Linked DNA regions of Mus musculus: region 1 is linked to region 2. Evidence: chromatin contacts called from public HiChIP or PLAC-seq data. All regions are on one chromosome and are shown on one strand. Each heading gives the region's core, a stretch centred on a gene start, on an enhancer-like site or on the middle of the called end of the contact. The rest is flanking DNA. Distances are from core to core; before and after follow the strand shown.

Evidence for each region. HiChIP or PLAC-seq counts read pairs in DNA pulled down with a chosen protein or histone mark.
Region 1: an H3K4me3 HiChIP or PLAC-seq map of embryonic stem cells shows a contact between it and region 2, with 31 read pairs. The contact joins the promoter of Neurog3 here to the promoter of Col13a1 in region 2. A contact is called at or near these places in 7 of 39 promoter capture datasets (cranial neural crest, embryonic stem cells, hippocampal neurons and 3 more), 4 of 484 Hi-C or Micro-C datasets (all in embryonic stem cells), 6 of 115 datasets of contacts at active chromatin or transcription factors (embryonic stem cells and forebrain) and 3 of 9 other capture datasets (adipose tissue, liver and pancreatic islet).

Annotation. Positions count from the first base shown.
Region 1 is chr10:62,130,134-62,135,171 of GRCm38.p6, forward strand. Neurog3 (neurogenin 3) reads left to right here and starts at 2,957. Exons shown (of 2, transcript NM_009719.6): 1 at 2,957-3,194; 2 at 3,329-4,630. The coding sequence starts at 3,330. The coding sequence ends at 3,974.
Region 2 is chr10:61,975,519-61,980,829 of GRCm38.p6, forward strand. Col13a1 (collagen, type XIII, alpha 1) reads right to left here and starts at 3,590. Exons shown (of 41, transcript NM_007731.3): 1 at 2,831-3,590. The coding sequence starts at 3,118.

The sequences.
Region 1 (5,038 bases), core at 1,707-4,206, 150 kb after region 2:
CTCTCTTAGGACCCCTCAAACCTCCAGGCAAGCCTAGGTCTAACAAGGTGGAGGGGGACAGGGGTCTTGGAGGCCTCAGAGGCAGTGGATGGATGACCCCTCGCTGTAAAAACAGGCTGTCCTGGGGGCGGGCGCAGAGGGCGATTTACAAGCACAATTGGCACGCACTGCGCAGTCAACTGCGCCTTGACCTCCACCTCCGAAGGATGGGGGATTAACTTTGCATAGGGATCTGTGAGTCCCCTGCAGCTAAGGGAGAGGTTGTGGATCCTGAATCTCTAAATTTCTAAGAGTCTCGGGCATTCAGCTTGGCCTCCTGGCTAAATGAAGAACGGCAGGGAGTTTGGGCATTTTTCAGACAGCGCTGTGCGCTCCTTACTCTGCTTTTTACGCAAAGCAACTTCTGGCAGCCTAGCCTACAAGCGCAGAAGGTCCCTGAGCAGGAGAGATGTTGGAAAGCCTGTACAAGAATTCCAAAATGGTCTCTGCCTATTAAGAAACTTTTGCTACACCCCCCAGAATTCTTTCTGTCTCGGGAAGTTCTGCGTTCTAGCCAAAGCCCATTAGTCTCACGGGATAGGACTCAACCAGTCCCATTTCCATTTCAAGTCTACAGGCAGATGAGAGCCACAGGTGTATGTAGCTCTTCTGAGGCCCAGGGAGTCACACAGTGGCTTGGGTCTCTTACAATCTGGGTTCCTCCCCTCAGAGCCTGGTTGCATTTTTTTTAAGAGCCATGGGGGTGCCCTTTAAGTCACTTTCCCAGGTTCTCCTTTTTCAGAGAAATAATTCAAGCAGAGCTGTGATCTGGGAGAGAAAAGCAGAAAAGCCTAGCACATCTCTGGCTAGGAGAGCTAGTCATTAGTCGTCACTCATCTAATCCTGCCAGTTTTCAAAGACTCGGAACAGCCTCTATTCTCTGCATTTTGGGGGTGTCTCTCATTCTTCCCAAAGCAAATCATGCCATCCAAGGGGGCGGGGGGTGATCTAGGTCTCAGAGTCTTAGGCTTTGGATTCTTCATAGTTCTGATAGGATTTGCCCTGCGACCTTGGGCAAATCACTTCCTTCTGGGGACTTGGCTTTTCCATCTGTAAAAAGGGCCTTACGCCTCCATTCCTGGGACCAGAAGACACTTGCTTGAAGCAAGGCACAACCTAAAGGAAGGCCTACTAGCAGGAGATAGAACCTGAGGACCCAGTTCACAGGAAGGTCTACCCTTGCCTGCAGATTCAATTTCTCTGCAGTAGGGAAGGAATTCCCTCCTCACTCTCGATCATTTTAGGGATAGTGTTATGCCCCCACCCAATCCTACCACCTCCCCTCCTGCTGAGTGCCAAGCAAGCCATCCTCTGCCCAGGGGATTTTGTAGTGCTCCCTCCTCTTCCTTGCAGCCCAGGCGGCCAGTGGTCATCATAGAGTCAAGTCACACACCTACCCCGACCCTGACTCTACGCCTTCAGCCTCCCAGCCAGGGTATGGTCCCTTCTACAATATCCAGGAGCTTCGGAGTTAGAGAACGTACTAGAAAGCTTAGAGTTACTGCCAAGAATCTTTAACTCCCAGCCATAGCTTCCTCCCATGCACATCCTGACTAGAAAGCTGGGGGGGGGGGGAGGGAGGGAGGGAGGGCAGGAGAGAGAGAGAGAGAGAGAGAGAGAGAGAGAGAGAGAGATCAGCGGAAGCCACAACCCCTCACCCTGAGTGACCGGAAACAGAAGACCACGGGGTGTCAGGGACAAGAAGGGCGGGTCTGCAGGGAAGAAAGGACAATGTCTTAAGGCTCACAGGAAAGATTTCCAGATAGCTTAAGATAACCTCTTAAGAGGGACAAACTAGAAGTCTCCCTGCCCTGGGCTCACCCACAGTTCAGGAGTGATGGGGAGGGAGGGGGCGGGAAGGAGTAGGACTAGGTGAAGCTGCTAGTCCTCTCTGGTCTGTGATTGGACAGGGGCACTAAAGGGGGCAGAAAGTAGATCTGCTTTTCTCCCAGGGCCTGCACACGGAGGCATTGAAAAGACAAAAAAGGCTAGCAGAGAACAAGTCCCTCCTTGACCTTTCCCTATCACCTGCCTCTCGGGTCAGGCCTTCCCGATAGCATCCATAGTGGGGCGGGGCGTGATGAGATGCCCCCTCTGCACTCTCTCTACAACCACCCTCGCCTCCGGAATAGAACCCAATGTCTCGGATGAGGACTATGGTGGGGGTTTTCAAGGTCTGGTCTGGGGGCTGGAGGGTTGGATCCCAAGGTGATATTGAACCTGGCCAAGCAATAGTTTCTGAGTAGAAAGGACTTGAGCAGGGACCGTCTCTGGTCACTCTGTCCTCTTTCCCAGGATGGAGTCAGTCTGTGAAACATGGTTGCACACACATTTCCTGACCCAACCCATAGTGGCGGAGAGCTGGATAGCACTTTGAACTAATGGGCGCTCCTCCCAGCTGCCAGCCAAGAAGACACTTGACTCCTTGATCGCTGGTTCATTTAGACAAGCCGTTTCCCTCTCTGAGCCAAAAGACCCCATGTGTAATACTCAAAGAAGAGGCCTTCCTTATATATATATAGGCACCCCCAAACCTCCTTCATGCTACCAAGAAAGGGTCTGGACACATGCCAAAAAGAAAGAGGAAAAGGCAAAGCTCTCCCCAGCGGCCGGACGGGACTCTTCTGGCTGGGCGAGGCTCTTTGAGGAACCGAGAGTTGCTGGGACTGAGCCCGCGACGGGGGAGGCGTGGAGTGGGGGAACAAACAGAGTGCTGCTCCCCTCCCCCGACCCCTGCCCTTTGTCCGGAATCCAGCTGTGCTCTGCGGGTGGGGGTTGTGGGGGGAGGAGCGGGCTCGCGTGGCGCAGCCCCTGGGCCCCCTCCGCTGATTGGCCCGTGGTGCAGGCAGCAGCCCGGCAGGCACGCTCCTGGCCGGGGGCAGAGCAGATAAAGCGTGCCAGGGGACACACGACTTGCATGCAGCTCAGAAATCCCTCTGGGTCTCATCACTGCAGCAGTGGTCGAGTACCTCCTCGGAGCTTTTCTACGACTTCCAGACGCAATTTACTCCAGGCGAGGGCGCCTGCAGTTTAGCAGAACTTCAGAGGGAGCAGAGAGGCTCAGCTATCCACTGCTGCTTGACACTGACCCTATCCACTGCTGCTTGTCACTGACTGACCTGCTGCTCTCTATTCTTTTGAGTCGGGAGAACTAGGTAACAATTCGGAAACTCCAAAGGGTGGATGAGGGGCGCGCGGGGTGTGTGTGGGGGATACTCTGGTCCCCCGTGCAGTGACCTCTAAGTCAGAGGCTGGCACACACACACCTTCCATTTTTTCCCAACCGCAGGATGGCGCCTCATCCCTTGGATGCGCTCACCATCCAAGTGTCCCCAGAGACACAACAACCTTTTCCCGGAGCCTCGGACCACGAAGTGCTCAGTTCCAATTCCACCCCACCTAGCCCCACTCTCATACCTAGGGACTGCTCCGAAGCAGAAGTGGGTGACTGCCGAGGGACCTCGAGGAAGCTCCGCGCCCGACGCGGAGGGCGCAACAGGCCCAAGAGCGAGTTGGCACTCAGCAAACAGCGAAGAAGCCGGCGCAAGAAGGCCAATGATCGGGAGCGCAATCGCATGCACAACCTCAACTCGGCGCTGGATGCGCTGCGCGGTGTCCTGCCCACCTTCCCGGATGACGCCAAACTTACAAAGATCGAGACCCTGCGCTTCGCCCACAACTACATCTGGGCACTGACTCAGACGCTGCGCATAGCGGACCACAGCTTCTATGGCCCGGAGCCCCCTGTGCCCTGTGGAGAGCTGGGGAGCCCCGGAGGTGGCTCCAACGGGGACTGGGGCTCTATCTACTCCCCAGTCTCCCAAGCGGGTAACCTGAGCCCCACGGCCTCATTGGAGGAATTCCCTGGCCTGCAGGTGCCCAGCTCCCCATCCTATCTGCTCCCGGGAGCACTGGTGTTCTCAGACTTCTTGTGAAGAGACCTGTCTGGCTCTGGGTGGTGGGTGCTAGTGGAAAGGGAGGGGACCAGAGCCGTCTGGAGTGGGAGGTAGTGGAGGCTCTCAAGCATCTCGCCTCTTCTGGCTTTCACTACTTGGATCCCTAGCCCTCTCACAGGGCTTAACTAGGCTTCTCATCGGTACCCTTGCTGCTGCGCACAGCAGACATTGGGGGCTGCTCTTCTCTTAACTCTCCTCGGTGCAGCCACATCAAACTCTCGCTCCAAGCATTTGAGAATGGTAGCACTACCTAGTTGGAGACTCCCATACTTCCTGGTGAGTCTGCCCTCATTCAAATCTGCCGGCCTCCGACCATCCATCACTTTTTCCAGGGTGACCTAATCCAGTGTTGCGTCTTACCTCACTGGCTCCTCCATCCAGCTCTTGGCCCATAGATGATGTTCGTCGTCTTTACTGCCCGCTACATGCAGGGTTTCTGAGCTTCTCCATTCTGCCTTAGTCCACGAAGGTGATCTGCCTTCTTCTGCACTTTTCAAGTCGTTACCCTTCCCCCAAGGGAGACCAGGCTGTGAACCGGAAAGCCCTAGCCTATGGCTAGAGCATCTCTCCAACTTGTCTCCCGTGTCTAAAGTGTGAGTTGCAGGGACGGTTCCTGAAGCACTGTTTGTCTCCCTAAAAAGGAAAAAAAAAGAAAAAGAAATCAGTTTGTAAATGATATAATGCCTTTTGAAATGAATTTTGTTATGGTAAATTATATGCCTCCTGCCCCATTTTTACACATTTGTATTTATTGATGCTATTTCGTGGTAGGAGAGTTTATATTTTGTACATAAGAGTATCAAGGACTGGTGATTGAGATTTTGAGCTAACAAATAAAAGATGAACGTCGAGAATCTTCACAAGGTGACTCCATTGTGCGCAGAGAAGGGGAGGAGGGTGACAGCCCAGGCTGGGGGTGTCTAGAGTAATTCTACTCTGCAGAGCGAGAGGAGAGGAGCAAGGGGAGACTTTCCTAGGGAATCTCTGGGACCTCTCTGCCTCCCGTGCTGGGCTGGAGGTGGGGCAGACTGTTGGCAGAGAGT
Region 2 (5,311 bases), core at 2,340-4,839:
ACAGGTGCTCTTACTTGAGTGTGTAGGCACATGCACTCCTGTGCTAGGATATAAATAAGTAAGTCTGTGGGTTTCAGAGATTAAACTCAGGCTGATTCAGCAAGCCCTTCTACCCACTGAGCCCTCTTGTCAGGGCTCACCCCTTCCTCTCTTGTTCTGTGCTTATATGTGGGAGAATAACCCTGGGGAAGGAGAGACAAAGGGTGGGTTCCCCCTCTAGTTTCTTTGGAGACACTTTCACAGGCCCCCACAGCTGCCTATTGTGTTTAATCTTATCAACCTGATTGAATCAAGGAAAGTCCAGAGGATCGGGGCACACGCCCTGGGTGAGTCTGAGAGAGGGTTAAGTTAGCACAGAAGAGCCAGACAGAGCAACGCCTTGGCTGGGGATCTGCTGGGAGCTGGAGGGGCCCCTCCGAACCGTGAGCCAACCTTAGCCCTTCTCCCTTGTGTTGTTCCGGGCAGACTATTTTTGTCACAGCAATGAGAAACTCCGCTGCCCGGCCAGTCACCAGCTCCCCTGTCTGCCAAGCGCTTTCTGTGAGAGTAGAGTGCATGACGGACTCCAGTTTGATTCTTATTTGATTCCAATAGAATAAGCCACATATGCTAGTGATTACTGTATGAGACCAGGTGGCCTTTGAGGGCCCCTTTAGCAGCCCCCAGACCGGAGACCCCGTATTTGCCAGGTTCTGTGTCAGGACAGCTCCCTCCAACATCCCCAGACTACTACCTCTAGGTGTCATTACCCCTGCAGCTAGCAAGTCCAGTTAGCTCTGTCCCCAACATCACCCCCAGCCATGGTCCCCAAATAGCCTCCTGTCAGCCTTAACTCCCATTTGAGGGACATACACATCTTTCATTAAATCCTTTGGTAGCTTCCCATTTCCCCACTTCTCCATCTGGCAGTCCCTTTTTGACCTGGGTTGCCTCTCCCAGTTCCCATGGTTTAGATCGCCATTCACAGCCCCCAAAGCAGCCCTGCCCCCACCTCTAGCTCCATCCTCCAGAGCCCATTCCCTGGGTGGTGGTGGGGTTGTCTTAGCACAAAGCCTGATGCTTGCCCCCTCGTGCCAGGCAAACTCCTATTCACACCTCCTGGTCTTGCCCTAAAAATCACTTCCTCAGGAACCCACCTTATGTTGTATATAAGACATTTCCTGGCCGGTTTTCCTCTATTATTGTAACGATTCCCTCCAGACACGGTGTCTACTCATTTTCTTTCTCTGTCCCACTCAAGTTCAGGAAGACTGAAGTGTTCCCCCGGAGCAGTTGTCCCCCACCCCACCTCTGCTAGCTCTCAGCGATGGGTGCAGAGTAAGGAGGCTTAGCTCTAACACTGGATGTCATCATATGGCCCTGAACAACCTACTGCCCGGCTCAAGAACTTGGTTTTTTCCCCCTCTGTAAAATGGGGTCACTTCTTATCATCTTTGGGGTGCTTCTCAGTTCGAGAGGCGAGGGTCAAAGAGTCATCAGGGTAAACAGAAGCTTCTGCTTGAAGCAGGGGACTCGACAGGAGAGACAAACGGGAGGCCTGGAGGTCTGGCACAGGGATGCACAAGAGGAGGCCTTTGCCACCCTCTTCAGTCCACACAGTGCCCCTCCCCCACTCGGCAAGCCCAGAGCCCAGAGACTGCCCCCAAGCCTAGGGAACTGTGGGTGGCCTGACTGAGTCTTCTTAGTTCTGACCAGTCATGGCAATGGGCTGTAGCAGCAAGCGTGGGCCACCCTCTATGCTGTAGCCTGTGACTTCCCCCATGGGGCCATCTAGGGAATTACTATAAAAGAAGCACCCAAGAGAAACCTAACTGCGGGAGAGACCTAACCAACCCAATTAGATCTGGCTAATGCTCGCCATCATTCTGTAAGCTCAGAGAGGTTACAGTATGTGTCCCAGTTTGCACAGCATCCCAATAAATCCCAAGATAGGTAGAAAAGGACAGAGCTACTTGCTGGCTTTTCAGCAGCACCCTTTCAGTTACTATCTCACACACCTCCCATTGTGCTCTTCAGATTCTCTTAGGCCGCCAGCCCCACTCCATCTTGGGTTCCGCTTTCCCTCCTTATCGCCCACACCCACACTCCGCCCCACTGGAGTCTGCATTTCCCGCCTCCCCAGGGAGGATGGCATTGCCACGAGCACTCTCAGGATTCCCCGAGCAAAGACATGCATTAGTAACTTTTTAACTACCTGGGAAGGGAGACTTTTGAGAGAGAGCTGCATCCTTTCCGCAGTTGCAGGGATTGAGTTAGGATCATTCCAGAGGCCACAGCCGGAAGAGTCATAGGTTAACGGGACCCTGAGGAGGACTGAGCCAGGAAACTCACACTTGGGCCCTAGGGGCCAGAAACAGCAAACAGGGACCAGCAAAGAGCAATCCACTTTAGAAATTGTCCCTTTAGGTCCTTAAATGGCTCACTCTCTTTCCCTGCTTCCAAATGTGACCATAAAACCAGGCAGCACTCACCCTCGTGGAGCGGACAGGGCCACCAGAGCCCCCCTGCAAGCGTGCACCCAGACTATTTCCCGCAACCAGCCCTGGCGGCCTCTGCGCACCTTTTGCGCGCCCTGCTTTTCTCCACCTGACCGCCGCGCGCGTAGGGCGCCCCCAGCGCAAGACCCCGGGGTCTCCCGGAGCTGGGAGGTCCCGCGCATGGTGCTCTGAATACCTGGCAGCTCAGCAGCGATCCCTACCCACAGTTCTAGGACAGGCAACCTGGGCGAGCGTGCAAAAGAGCGCCGGCCCGTGCCGGCCCGTGGAGTCCCGGGACTGCGCGAGGGGGCGCCTCGGGGTGGGGATAAAAGGCAGCAACAAAGGGCACAAACCTCGTCCAGCAGTTGGTTGACTCGTCCCAAAATAGCTTTCTCCATCTGCTGCTCCCCGCGCTCTGCTTCCAAGCGCAGCACCCGGGCCTGCAGCTCCGCGGTCCGAAAGTGGGCGAGCAGGCTGAGCGCCAGCGAACACAGCGCTAGAGCCAGCAGTCCGCAGCACCCGGGGCTCGGCAGCCTAGCGCACTGCTCAGCCAGCGCCACTGTCCCGGGCCCCGGAGCGCCCAGCTCCCCAGGGCCGCGGCTGCCAGAGGCTGCCGCTTTGCGGGTGCGCTCCGCCACCATGCCCTCGCGTCTTGAGAGCCAATAAATAAATAAATAGAATAAATAAAAACGAGATCCAAGAGGCGCGATCCAAACTGAGAGGCAAGGGGAAAGGGGGTTAACGTGGCTAGAGGACGTCCCTTTCCTTTGCTCGCCAAAGAGGACCGAAAATGAGCAGTCGGAGTCGGGAGCAGCCAAGAGCCACCAGCAGACGCGATCGGAGTACGCCAAAGTAAGAAAAAAGTTATTTCGAAGAATGTTCCAAGTTCGGGGATCTGGCCCCGCTCCCCACTCTTTCCCTTCTCTCTTCTGCAGAGTTCTCGGGCTGGTGCGACGCTCGGGGTCCTTCTGGGTGTTTTGTGTCTCCGGGGAGAACGGGTGTCAGTCCCCGGGCGAAGGGGCACGCATGCAGGGCCCCATGGGCAGAGGTGGGTCGTGGCTGCAGTGAGCCGCGCTGGGGCCGATTCTGGCGCCTCTGTAACTTGACACAGCCGGCGCGGCCGCGCGGATCGGATGAGCGCCGGGCGCTACTTCCCAAACTAATCTCCTGCGCCCCTCCCTCGCCCTCCTCCCGCTCCTCCTCCGCCTCCTGCGGGGCTGCGGCTGGGGTTTGTTTATTTATGCAAAGTCGCCTGGGGTGGGGGGCGTGGTGTGCGGGGCCCCGCCGACCTCGGTAGCCCCCGTCCGGGGCTCCTGGTGCCCTTTGAAGTGACACTTGGGGTTATTTATAGGCGGGGAGGGGGTATGGGGTGGAGCGGAGGCTGCGCTCCTTTTCCCGTCCAAAGATTCACACTCAAGACCTCAAAGACATAGGGACCTGGCATCACAGCACCCCGCTTTCCCAGAACATCGGGGACCCTCCTGCCACCCAATGCACCGCACCACAGCACTCCTCTTTCCTAGGGCCTGGGTGGTGGGTGGTGGTGGGTGTGGGGGACCCTGCGGGCAACCTGTTGAATCACTGTCTGGACGCCTGCTTGGTCCTGTACGTCCTGAGTTGGGAGATCTGCAGTGACAGCAGACAATCTCTCCCTCACCATTTCTACCCAGGGCCCTGCTCTTTGCAGGTGTCTCTGGTGGGACCATGCCACCAACCACAGATTCGCTCAGAGTGGTAAACCCAGCGCCTCGGGGCAGCGGTATTGACCCCCCCCCCCACCTTTTCTCTTTCAGAACTAAACCTAAAGACCTACAGAACAGAAATTTATCAGGGGTCACGCCCATCGCCCGGGTTTATCCTAGGATGTCTAACAGGCGCGGGCGGGTGCGGGGAGGGGGGCGGGACTCTTATTTATGTTGAGCTGAGACGCATAGCAGACTAGCCAACCTAGGATTGCAAGCCATCAAAGGCGGGCAGTTCTCATACATACACACTCCATCTCCCCTTATCCACCTCAAAGCTAACCCTGTGGTGGCTTCCTTGACTGCCACGAGCTAGTGGTCTTTGGGAGTTCTGCATTTGGTATTTTCCTCTCTTTTCTACCCCCGCTCCCCACTTTGAGTGACGTTTGTCAGTAGACTTTTCATTTCCTTGTGCCTCTAGACACTCCTGAAAATGAGGTGGTGGGGCTGAAGCATCGGGCAGGGGAGGGTAGGCTGGCCCTTGAACTGTGAACCGGAAGTGGGGGGTGACAGAGGTGTGGGAGTGAGCGTCCTTTCCTAGTAACAAGGCAAACTTTACATTTTGCATGTTGACCAGTGAGAAGGAGCGTTATATGCAATGCAAACATTAGTGTGGAGTGCACACCTAACGGAATGGGAGCTTGTAATACAGTACTTATATAGACTTAATGTAAGACTGACTGCTAGGTAGTTGGATACCACGGAGAACTACTACGAGGCTAGAAAGCAATGCAGCTGACAGGACTGGTGCCCAGGAAGTCCCAATGTCAAGATTTCCTTGATGTGTCTCATTAACAAACAGGCCTCTGGGTCTCCAGCCTGGTCAAGGGATATCTCCTCCCAGTACAAATGCCTGAGAACTCAGAGGCACTCAGAACCACTAGGGGGCGCTGGAGAGTTTCTCAGCAGCAGTGTTCACTACAGGAAATTGAGCAAGTTGAGGCTTCTTCACGCCCTGCCCGGATCAGTCTGAAATGCCGTTTGAACTGACACAGCAAAACTGAAAACATTTCGGGCCTGAAGTATTTTTGAGATTGGTGTTTCAAGACTCAGGTAGCCTTGGTGTGGTAGCCTGAGTTGAGCCTCGCAATG